2 separate regions of the Danio rerio genome follow, and region 1 is linked to region 2. Evidence: chromatin contacts called from public HiChIP or PLAC-seq data. All regions are on one chromosome and are shown on one strand. Each heading gives the region's core, a stretch centred on a gene start, on an enhancer-like site or on the middle of the called end of the contact. The rest is flanking DNA. Distances are from core to core; before and after follow the strand shown. Region 1 holds the start of cdkn1ba (cyclin dependent kinase inhibitor 1Ba). Region 2 holds the start of ncaph2 (non-SMC condensin II complex, subunit H2).

Region 1 (4,627 bases), core at 965-3,464, 150 kb before region 2:
TCGTATGAAGCAAGTTTGAGCAGCAGAGCATCTGTTGAATGTGACCGTTTATGGTGTTTACACAATATTTTGTAAGTGACAAGAGTGTTAAATAAATAGTGTGAAGAAGATTTTCTGACTCACTGCTCATGTTTCTACACACCACTTGTCTTAGTGGTCATGATTGGACAAATCACAGTTTTGTGTTTGTGTGTACCAGTCGTAGGTGAGCCTAGAACCCATTGCTGAATGATCTCCAAACTCCTGCACTACCCCTACACCAAAAGGAAGACCTGCACGACTCCAGCCTGTGGAAGCCTTGAGTGGAATGAGACTGATCTTCAGAAGCGCCGGTAAGAATATAAATAGAAGTTCCAACTCATCATAAGTGTGAGGAGATCTGTGGCTCAGCGGCATGAGCACTGGCACACCATGCCAGAAAGCGCTGGTTCAAGTACAGCAAGATCTCCGAACGAAGAGGAGGCATGGGCCACAGCAAAGACAGAAGGCTGGAAGGGCAGACGAATGGATCCATGGGGCCCCAGAGCGAAGCAGTGGAGTGGATGGAGACAGTCAGCGGTGGATCAGGTGAAGTCAACCAACGATGGATCGCACACACACAGAGGACTGGACCAAATCTGGAGCAACACAGCATGGAAGGACACAACAAGTGGTGAGATGACACAGCGGAGCATAAACCCAGAAACCACCCAAAGAAAGAAGAAGGGGGGGCCGTGACCGTGGCCCCCCCCCGAGGTTTCGGAGCGTTGATCCGCCGCGGTTATGCTTTAGAGTGTTCCGGAAGCAAGGCCAAAATTTGCTAAAAATTTGCTAAAAATGCCAAAAATGACTTAGTAAAAAAAATTTTACTGAAAAAAAATCCAAAATTTGCCAAGCCACCCTCACACAACCACCTACCTAAATATATATATATATATAAAATACACATAATAATAAACAATAATAAAATACTTGTTTTGTTTTTTTTCTCCTCCCTCCCCCTCATGAATATTTATAAAAGTAAACATTGCTAATTTTAGCCAAAAAAAATTGAAAATAATCTCCCCTTAAAAAATGCTGAAAACAGTACAAATTTCAAACTACCTGAACAATTTCTCCCCAAAAAAAATCTTTAATCAATTACATACATTACAAAAATTCCAATGCATAAAAATTACACAATCAACAGAACTCCAGGAACACATTTCCACATCCCAGCTACTGCACCAAAAAACGTCATGAACTAAATTTCATCCATTACAAAACCACTAGATGGCGACAAACTCATACTTAAAGCAATTGGCCTTTCCTACTGCAATTCAGTCAAAACCAGGAAAACTTGTAACAAACTTTCCTTCCCTGATTTGCACACTTTAGCTCACATCTTTCTACGCAGTAATTGTTGAACCATCGGACAAATTAGACAATTACTCACGACAAAGCAGTAACCATCAATTGTGTACAACTCTACTAATTACTTGTTTTACAGAACATGCCATTACCGATAAGGCACCAGCCAACTCAACTCACACTTGGCCGACATAAACGCATCGCACCAACCTTCTAAGAGTCAGTTCGATTGATCCCCCCCTTTATATCTATCATCTTCTACTACACTGTACGTCTACAGCTTTCACGTAAATGGAACTGGTCCAACAAAGTCTTGGAAAAAAAGGGTCAAAAATCATATTGCTTTTCTTCCATACAACCAAAACTCATTCTGCAGATGTGTTGCCAGATCACTACAGCTTTTAAACATTGACATATTCGCCGTTGTACCCGTTTAGAAAGCACACAATTTTCCCTTTTTATCATCTTTATTGATTCTCAGTAATGACTTTCATTAAATGATTACAAATGCATGGCAGGTTGAGCGTGCGCTTACATTTCACTCAGTGTCATCGTTAGGTGTTCACCATAACTCAATTGTGGGAATAAAACACCTCGTTTTGCCATGTACACACGTTTATCGAGTCTTCGCAAGCATGCATGACATTTCCAGGCAGGCGATTCTGACTTTCGCACTTGCTCTAAATCAAACCGTTCTTCTTCTAACCGCTTACAACTGTTGCTGACTTCGCTCGCACGCTTTTTAACCCTTTCTTTCCTGACTTTTCTTTTTCCTGCTGACGATTAGCGGACATGGCGACTCTGCTGTTTGTATAGTTTTTCGTCGATGGGCGGGGCGCGCGCTCCGACCTCCAATCGCGAGCTTCTTCTGTTTAAATAGCCTTCGCTGTCAATCTTTTTCCCCCTGCCAGTTTTATTTGCGATCGCCATATTGGGTGCTCGAACGACTTGTCTGTTTTCCTCGGAATTACTACGACGGGGATCGCCGTTTTCATGACTCGTTCGCCGCTCGCGCGCGTTCGCCTTTCCGCGTTTGTTATGCGTGCGCCCTGCGCCTCGCTCCGCGTTCTCGGGAGGGATTGCTCTTAGTTACGCCGCGTCTGCGATTCTCGGACAAACTTTTCACGTGCGAAATGTCAAAAGTGCGCGTCTCCAATGGAAGTCCGACGCTGGAGCGAGTGGACCCCAGGCAGGCGGATCACGGCAAGCCGCCTGTCTGCCGAAGTCTCTTCGGCGCCGTGGACCGCCAAGAGTTCGCCAAGGATGTACGGGAGCAAATGCGGGAGATCGAGAGAGCGTCCGCGGAAAAGTGGAATTACGACTTCGCCGAAAACCGACCGCTCGCGCCGGGCGACTACGAGTGGCAGGAGGTGGACGCCGACGAAGTGCCGGACTTTTACACCAGACCCCCTCGCGTAAAACGGCCCTCTTCGGCCGGGACTGTGGATCATAACGGGAACCACGATTATTTCTTGACGGCTCCCTCTCCGTCCCCGGAGAGCGGAGCGGGGAACTCCGAACGCGCGGACGCCGGGAACCGCTCGCTCAGCACGCCGAGGAAACGACCGTCGACGGAAGATCAGGGTAAATGTTTCGCGGCTCGGACGTCTCTCCGTTCGCGAAAGCGACCTTTTCTAACACCATCTACGTTCTCCCAATAGATGATCTTCGCCGAAGCAAAAGACCCAGCGTCCACGCGAGCGAGGCCGACCCCTGTCCGGACGCGACGAGCTCGCTCGAGCGCGCTCCCTGCGAACCGGACCCCAAAACGTAAAGGAGGTGAGTGAGTGAGTGAGTGAGTGAGTGAGTGAGTGAGTGAGTGACTGAATGACTGAGTGAGTGACCGACCGTGCGTCCCGTTCTTTTCTTTTGTGAACGGGAGAGCCGCTTGTTTTCTCACGCGCCGATAAGGTCTGTTATCTGACGCTTGAAACTCTTTCAAAAGCGAGGGCGCGTTCTGTCACCGCGCGAGTGACAGCGCGCTCGGATGGGACCCAAATGCATAACATTGTAGTAACACGTCAGCAGGTCTCTTGTAGGGCGTACGGGCGGGGGAGTAGGGGGAGGGGGTCCGGGTTCGTCATCCGCGCACAAACCTCCTCGCTTTATGTCTGTTTTGAGGACCGAACGTGCCTCGCGTGTGTCACATTTCAGCACATGCGTTTCCTTCGCTAATCTGCTTTCTCCCTCTTCTTCCCTGCACAGATACGCCGAGAAGCCCGCCCTCACCATCGACTACTTCGCCAGCCTTGCCAAGTAAACGGGGACAGACGGCGCTTCCAAAATACAAATCGAGCCTCGGAGGGGCTGAATAAGCACTGAATTTTTACACTAAACTTTTGGCACTCGACAGATTTTATATTTGCCTCAAAAGCAGACGATGTAGCAGTATGCGATTGGAGTTGCTTCGTTTCTTCTTTTACTACCTATGTATATATATATATATATTTTTTTTCTTTTTATAATGTAGCACGTTTTCGTTTCATGTTCATGTCAAAGCAAAACGCGATCCTTCACTAATCCACCGCGCTTCACTTTAAGAATTGCTGCGCGGTTTTTCAAACGCATCTCCCGAACGAACCGTTTTAAAGTAGCCCACATATCCCTATGGATGGATGGATAGATAGACCGTCTGTCAGACACACACACACACACACACACACACACACACACGCACACACACATTAGGAGCATCTTTCCACTGCTCTCGATTTTGCCTGCCTCACAAAATACACCTTAAGTGCTCAACGCTCGCCCTTGTTAAAGTTGCACAAATGTCATCGTCTAAACCGTTACTTTTCTTCTCACCTCATGTGACCTAACTACATTAAACCGCTTCGATAATTACATTAACGCGACTCATGTTTATTGGTACTTAAGCTCATTTTCTTTGGTTTTTCACACTCAAACACACCTTGGTCATGAGAACTGTGGCTCTTAGTGTGCTGTTAAACGTTTCGCGCTTTTTTACAGTATTATTATATTATCCTTGGGTTCTTCCACTAATTTTACTTTATTTATTTCGCTTCATTAGCATCCTCGTATCAATTTCTCATTAACTACAAATCCTACTGAGTACACGATACAACAGAGCAACTGTATTGATCCCTTGATTATTTTTTGCCTTTTTTACGTTCGTTGGCGTGTAGCTTTACGTTTCTATATATATATATATATATATATATATATATATATATATATATATATATATATATATATATATATATATATATAGTTAGTACTTTCTCTTAACACTGGGCCATACGTTTAACAACAACATTAGTCCGTGAAGCCGCTT
Region 2 (4,561 bases), core at 822-3,321:
ACACAGGTTCTAGAAAGCAATATAACCATGCTTACCTCTGTTGGATCTTTCATTGTAATATTGTGAGTGTTGACATTCTCATCCTGCTCAATCTCATCAAACTGCACAAAAACACACAATTACTCACAATATAACCACATATTTAAAGTTATCAAATGTTGATCATTTACACACCTCACAACCATCGCCTTCGCTTCCCGAAGGAGCTTGTTCTTGGTTTCCATCTGATGAAGAACCTTGTTTATCACGTCTGTTAGGAAAAAACAAGCAACATTACACATAAAGAATAAACAGAAACTGGAGGTCAATTATTATTATTATTATTATTATTATTATTATTATCTTTTTTTTTTCAATCACCTACTTTTTGTTTTTATTAGAGATGTAGTCCAATGTTTGGAACACCAGAGTGTGAAGGAGCTCCACCTAAATGTTCACAGCAAATTTCACCATTAATCTTGGGACAGATTTATTTAAGTTTTACAAACAATTTTAAAATCACATTTGATTATGAAACACATTGACTGCATACATAAACAAAAACACTTAAAATTGCAATACTGTATTTTGTGTTATTTTATTATTTATTTTATTGAACCTACAGAAAAATAAATAAATTAAATAAAAATAAATGAATTACACGTGTTAACATGTTGCATTTGTTTAGAAATGTGATTCTGAAACATATTGAGGATTAAAATGTGCAAAATGAAATGGTTCCCTGTTAATAACATGATCACAATTGGAAAATGTGAAATTCTAGTACATTTCTCTTTTGATTGATCAAACATTGTACCTTTCTGCCATAGATGCATGTTGATCCTTGAATCAAAAGTGCAGCCTCTGCAAAGTTCATCATGGTCTTTCCACCATCAAATGAAATAGTCATCTGGTCCAGCTGTCAACAACAAAAACAACAGCAATAATATGAAAATCTGCACATTCAAAACATTAAGGTAATTCTCAATCAGACTGTATGTTTTCTCACCTCCTCGAGATATTCTCCAAGCTGGCTGGCCAAGTCTATGTCCCAGTTCTTGGTGAGGTCCCGCAAGGGTTGCAGTAAATGGGCATATCTTGTCTCCACAGAGTCCATGACCAAGTACTTTCAAAATACGCTGAAATACACATTTTTTACCAGACATTTTCAATTAAAGTATATAAAACTTAATCATAAGTGACTAACATCTAACAAAATGTGTGATTTTAGACTGCTGTAATAATACAAGTTTTATTATAGTAAAAATGTAATAACCATGGTACTTTTGGAATTTGGCTTATCATTTGTATAACCATAATTTTGCTGCAAGTACCATGGTTTAATTATGATTAGAAAAAAGCATTGTGGATTTACAATAATCAAATTTTAATTACAACTGTATGTATTTGCTTTATAAGTAGTAAAGTATGATTAAAAGCATGGTTTGCCAAAAAAATGAACAAGTATTCATGTATACAAACCTTGATGATTTTCTTTCTTTTGCTGAACACAAATGAAGATTTTGAACGCTGAAACCCTGTAACCATTGACTTCCAGAGTAGGAAACACAAATACTGTAAAAGTCAATTGACGTTTAATAGTTGTTAATATTTACAGGTTTCCAGCTTTCTTTAAAACGTCTTCTTTTGTGTTTAACAGAAGAAAGAAACTCAACGAGTTTGGAACACGTGAAGAGAGAGCAAATAATGACATATTTTAAATCTGTTTACATCGAAAGAACCCATGTCGATTTACTGAATCACAGTAAGTGTAACGTTAAACACTAACGTTAAATGCTAACTGTCTTATAAACACATGCGCACGCATAATAAAGCGATCTGTATTATGTGAACATAAAAATACGCATTTCAAGATAACAATTCAGAATCTGTGTTAAACTATAAGCTATACTGAATTCCAGTATTTTACACATTAGTAAGAGTGAAATGTAACATAACTGAAGATCCAGCAAGGCGATAATAATATCAATATGCTCACCTTTAACAAGCGGACAAGCAATGGCTCTTGGCTAGAAATGATCTTCTGTGTGCGTACTTCGAAAAATATAGAGTTTATACTATAAAATTAGGCAAAGTATCAAAATCTAAATTTAAGGGAAATACCGCGGGTACGTCATTTTTGTTTTTGCCGCGTGCGTGACGTCAGACAAGACTTCTGCAAAACTGCCGCCCCCTATTGATTTGGAGGTGTATCGTCTGTGTCCACTATAACTTACAGGCCATTTTTAACTAATGATAAAAAACGTATTATATATTACGTTTATCTTACATCAAAGACATTTTTTGTACAACTATGAGCAGACAATTTAATGAAAGTGTAGCTTAAATATGTATAAAAAAGTCTTATTGGCTAGTGTAAGTATCTGCAGTGACCAGAAGAGGTAGCTATAACACAGCCAGATATAATTCGTTTTGTTTGTTATAAGATTAACTCCAGAGAAAATGAACAATTATAGTAAATCAATTTGATTGCATAGAACCTCTTTATAAAAGAATAGAAGCTTTTTTTTCAAACCAAATCAGTACTTTAGACCACATCAACCATTTCCTGTTGATTAACTATTACATTTTTATATAGGTTTGAGTTATTTATTTATTACTTTTTCATTCATTTTTTTTTAGCTTAGTCCCTTTATTAATCTGGGGTCGCCACAGCGGAATGAACCGCCAACTTATCCAGCAAGTTTTTACACAGGGGATGCCCTTCCAGCCGCAACCCATCTCTGGGAAACATATACACCCATTCGCACTCAGGCACTACGAACAATTTAGCCTACCCAATTCACCTGTACCGCAAGTTTTAGGACTTGATGGGGAAACTGAAGCACCCGGAGGGAATCCACGCAAACGCCAGGAGAACATGCAAACTCCACACAGAAATGTCAACTGACCCAGTTGAGGCTCGAACCAGCGACCTTCTTGCTGTGAGGCGACAGCTCTACCTAATGCACCACTGCATCGCCTTATTTATGACTTCATTTATATTATTTATTTTTATTCAATTTCAATAATATAATTAAATAATTATAATATCAATAGTAATAGTGGTATAATATTAATTAATTTTTAATAAAATCCTTTAATTTTAAGTTGAAAAACTGCATCTACATACATATACAGTCTATAATTAAATAATACACATACATACATACATACATACATACAGGTTAAGTCAGAATTAATAACGCCCCTGTTTATTTTTTCCCCCCATTTCTATTTAATGGATATAAAAAAAATTCCAACACATTTCTGAACATAACAGTTTTAATAACTCATTTCTAATGACTGATTTCTTTTATCTTTGTCATGATGACAGTAAATAATATTTGACTAGATTTTTCTCAAGGCACTTCTATACAGCTTAAAGTGACATTTAAAGGCTTAACTAGGTTAATTAGGTTAACTAGGCAGGTTAGGGTAATAAGGCAAGTTATTGTATAACGATGGTTTGTTCTGTAGTCTATCGGGAAAAACCTAGCTTAAAGAGGCTAATAATTTTGACCTTAAAATGGTTTTTAATTTGTTTGTCTTTGAGGTAGTTTGAAAGAATTGGCCCCAATACATGAGCTCATTTGTCTTATTTTGACTGCTATGCCATCATAAATTGTAAAAATAAGGCTTCCAATGAGTCCAAACAATTATTATAATCCAAAATGCAGCTATGCAAGAAAACATACACTATGACTAAAGTAAATTTTTACTAAGTAGCCCAGCTTGAATCTTGGACCTTATTCTTGAAAGAAAAACAAAATACCAATAAAAAGGCATGAAGGACCAAATGTGACCCATGTTAAAGTTCATTTTTATACTAATTAGGCCATATTTGTTACCCATGAATGTACAAACTGTACTTTTTTTTACAAAAGAGAAAAGAGACTTTAATTTTTTTATTATTCAGAAGGCCAAATACTGACTGAGGAAAGTTGAATGTGCTGGCCAGTTTGTTGTTTGCCTAATAAATGACAATAGGCCACAGTTTTGATTTTTGTTTCTTTAAACCTGTAACTTTAACTCCTTTTTTCTAATAATTCTGTACACGATGCAATACATTTGTTTTTACAAATAAGCATTTTTTTCATATTTTTTATTCTAAATATTTAGCAAATGTTTTTGGTACCTTAAAAAGAGTGGTTATGATGACTACCTGACAAGCTAATCCAACTAAAAATGGTGCTTAAAATGTGACAAAAAATGCTGTATTTTGACCTTATAATTAAACAGAACATAAGGCAAATAACTGCAAAAAGAAAGAAAAAAGAACCACCCTTTTAACCAGGCTGGGTACAGGCTTAAATAATGAAGTGACTGATAAAAAAAAAACACAAGAAATAAGAAGTGATAAGCAAACTACTTAAAAAAGGCAAATGTTTTGTTGACATGTTGACCACTGTCAATTGAAAAAAAGGATACACACATACACACTTGTACATTTATTTGCATCCTACACTATAAATACATAAATTAATAGATATAAAATAATAATAACAACAACAACAACAATAATAATATTAATAGTAATAAGGCGTCACGGTGGCTCAGTGGTTAGCACTGTCGCCTCACA

The links. HiChIP or PLAC-seq counts read pairs in DNA pulled down with a chosen protein or histone mark.
Region 1: an H3K4me3 HiChIP or PLAC-seq map of gastrula embryo shows a contact between it and region 2, with 2.8 times the contacts expected there. The contact joins the promoter of cdkn1ba here to the promoter of ncaph2 in region 2. A contact is called at or near these places in 6 of 18 Hi-C or Micro-C datasets (caudal fin, embryo, hematopoietic stem cells and 1 more) and 2 of 4 datasets of contacts at active chromatin or transcription factors (embryo and gastrula embryo).

What each region holds. Positions count from the first base shown.
Region 1 is chr4:19,184,900-19,189,526 of GRCz12tu, reverse strand. cdkn1ba (cyclin dependent kinase inhibitor 1Ba) reads left to right here and starts at 2,214. Exons shown (of 3, transcript NM_001013268.1): 1 at 2,214-2,913; 2 at 2,991-3,108; 3 at 3,535-4,627. The coding sequence starts at 2,463. The coding sequence ends at 3,103. cdpf1 (cysteine rich DPF motif domain containing 1) reads left to right here. Exons shown (of 4, transcript NM_001025527.2): 4 at 1-110.
Region 2 is chr4:19,031,030-19,035,590 of GRCz12tu, reverse strand. ncaph2 (non-SMC condensin II complex, subunit H2) reads right to left here and starts at 2,071. Exons shown (of 19, transcript NM_001044991.1): 1 at 1,979-2,071; 2 at 989-1,118; 3 at 797-898; 4 at 365-426; 5 at 175-250; 6 at 36-101. The coding sequence starts at 1,096.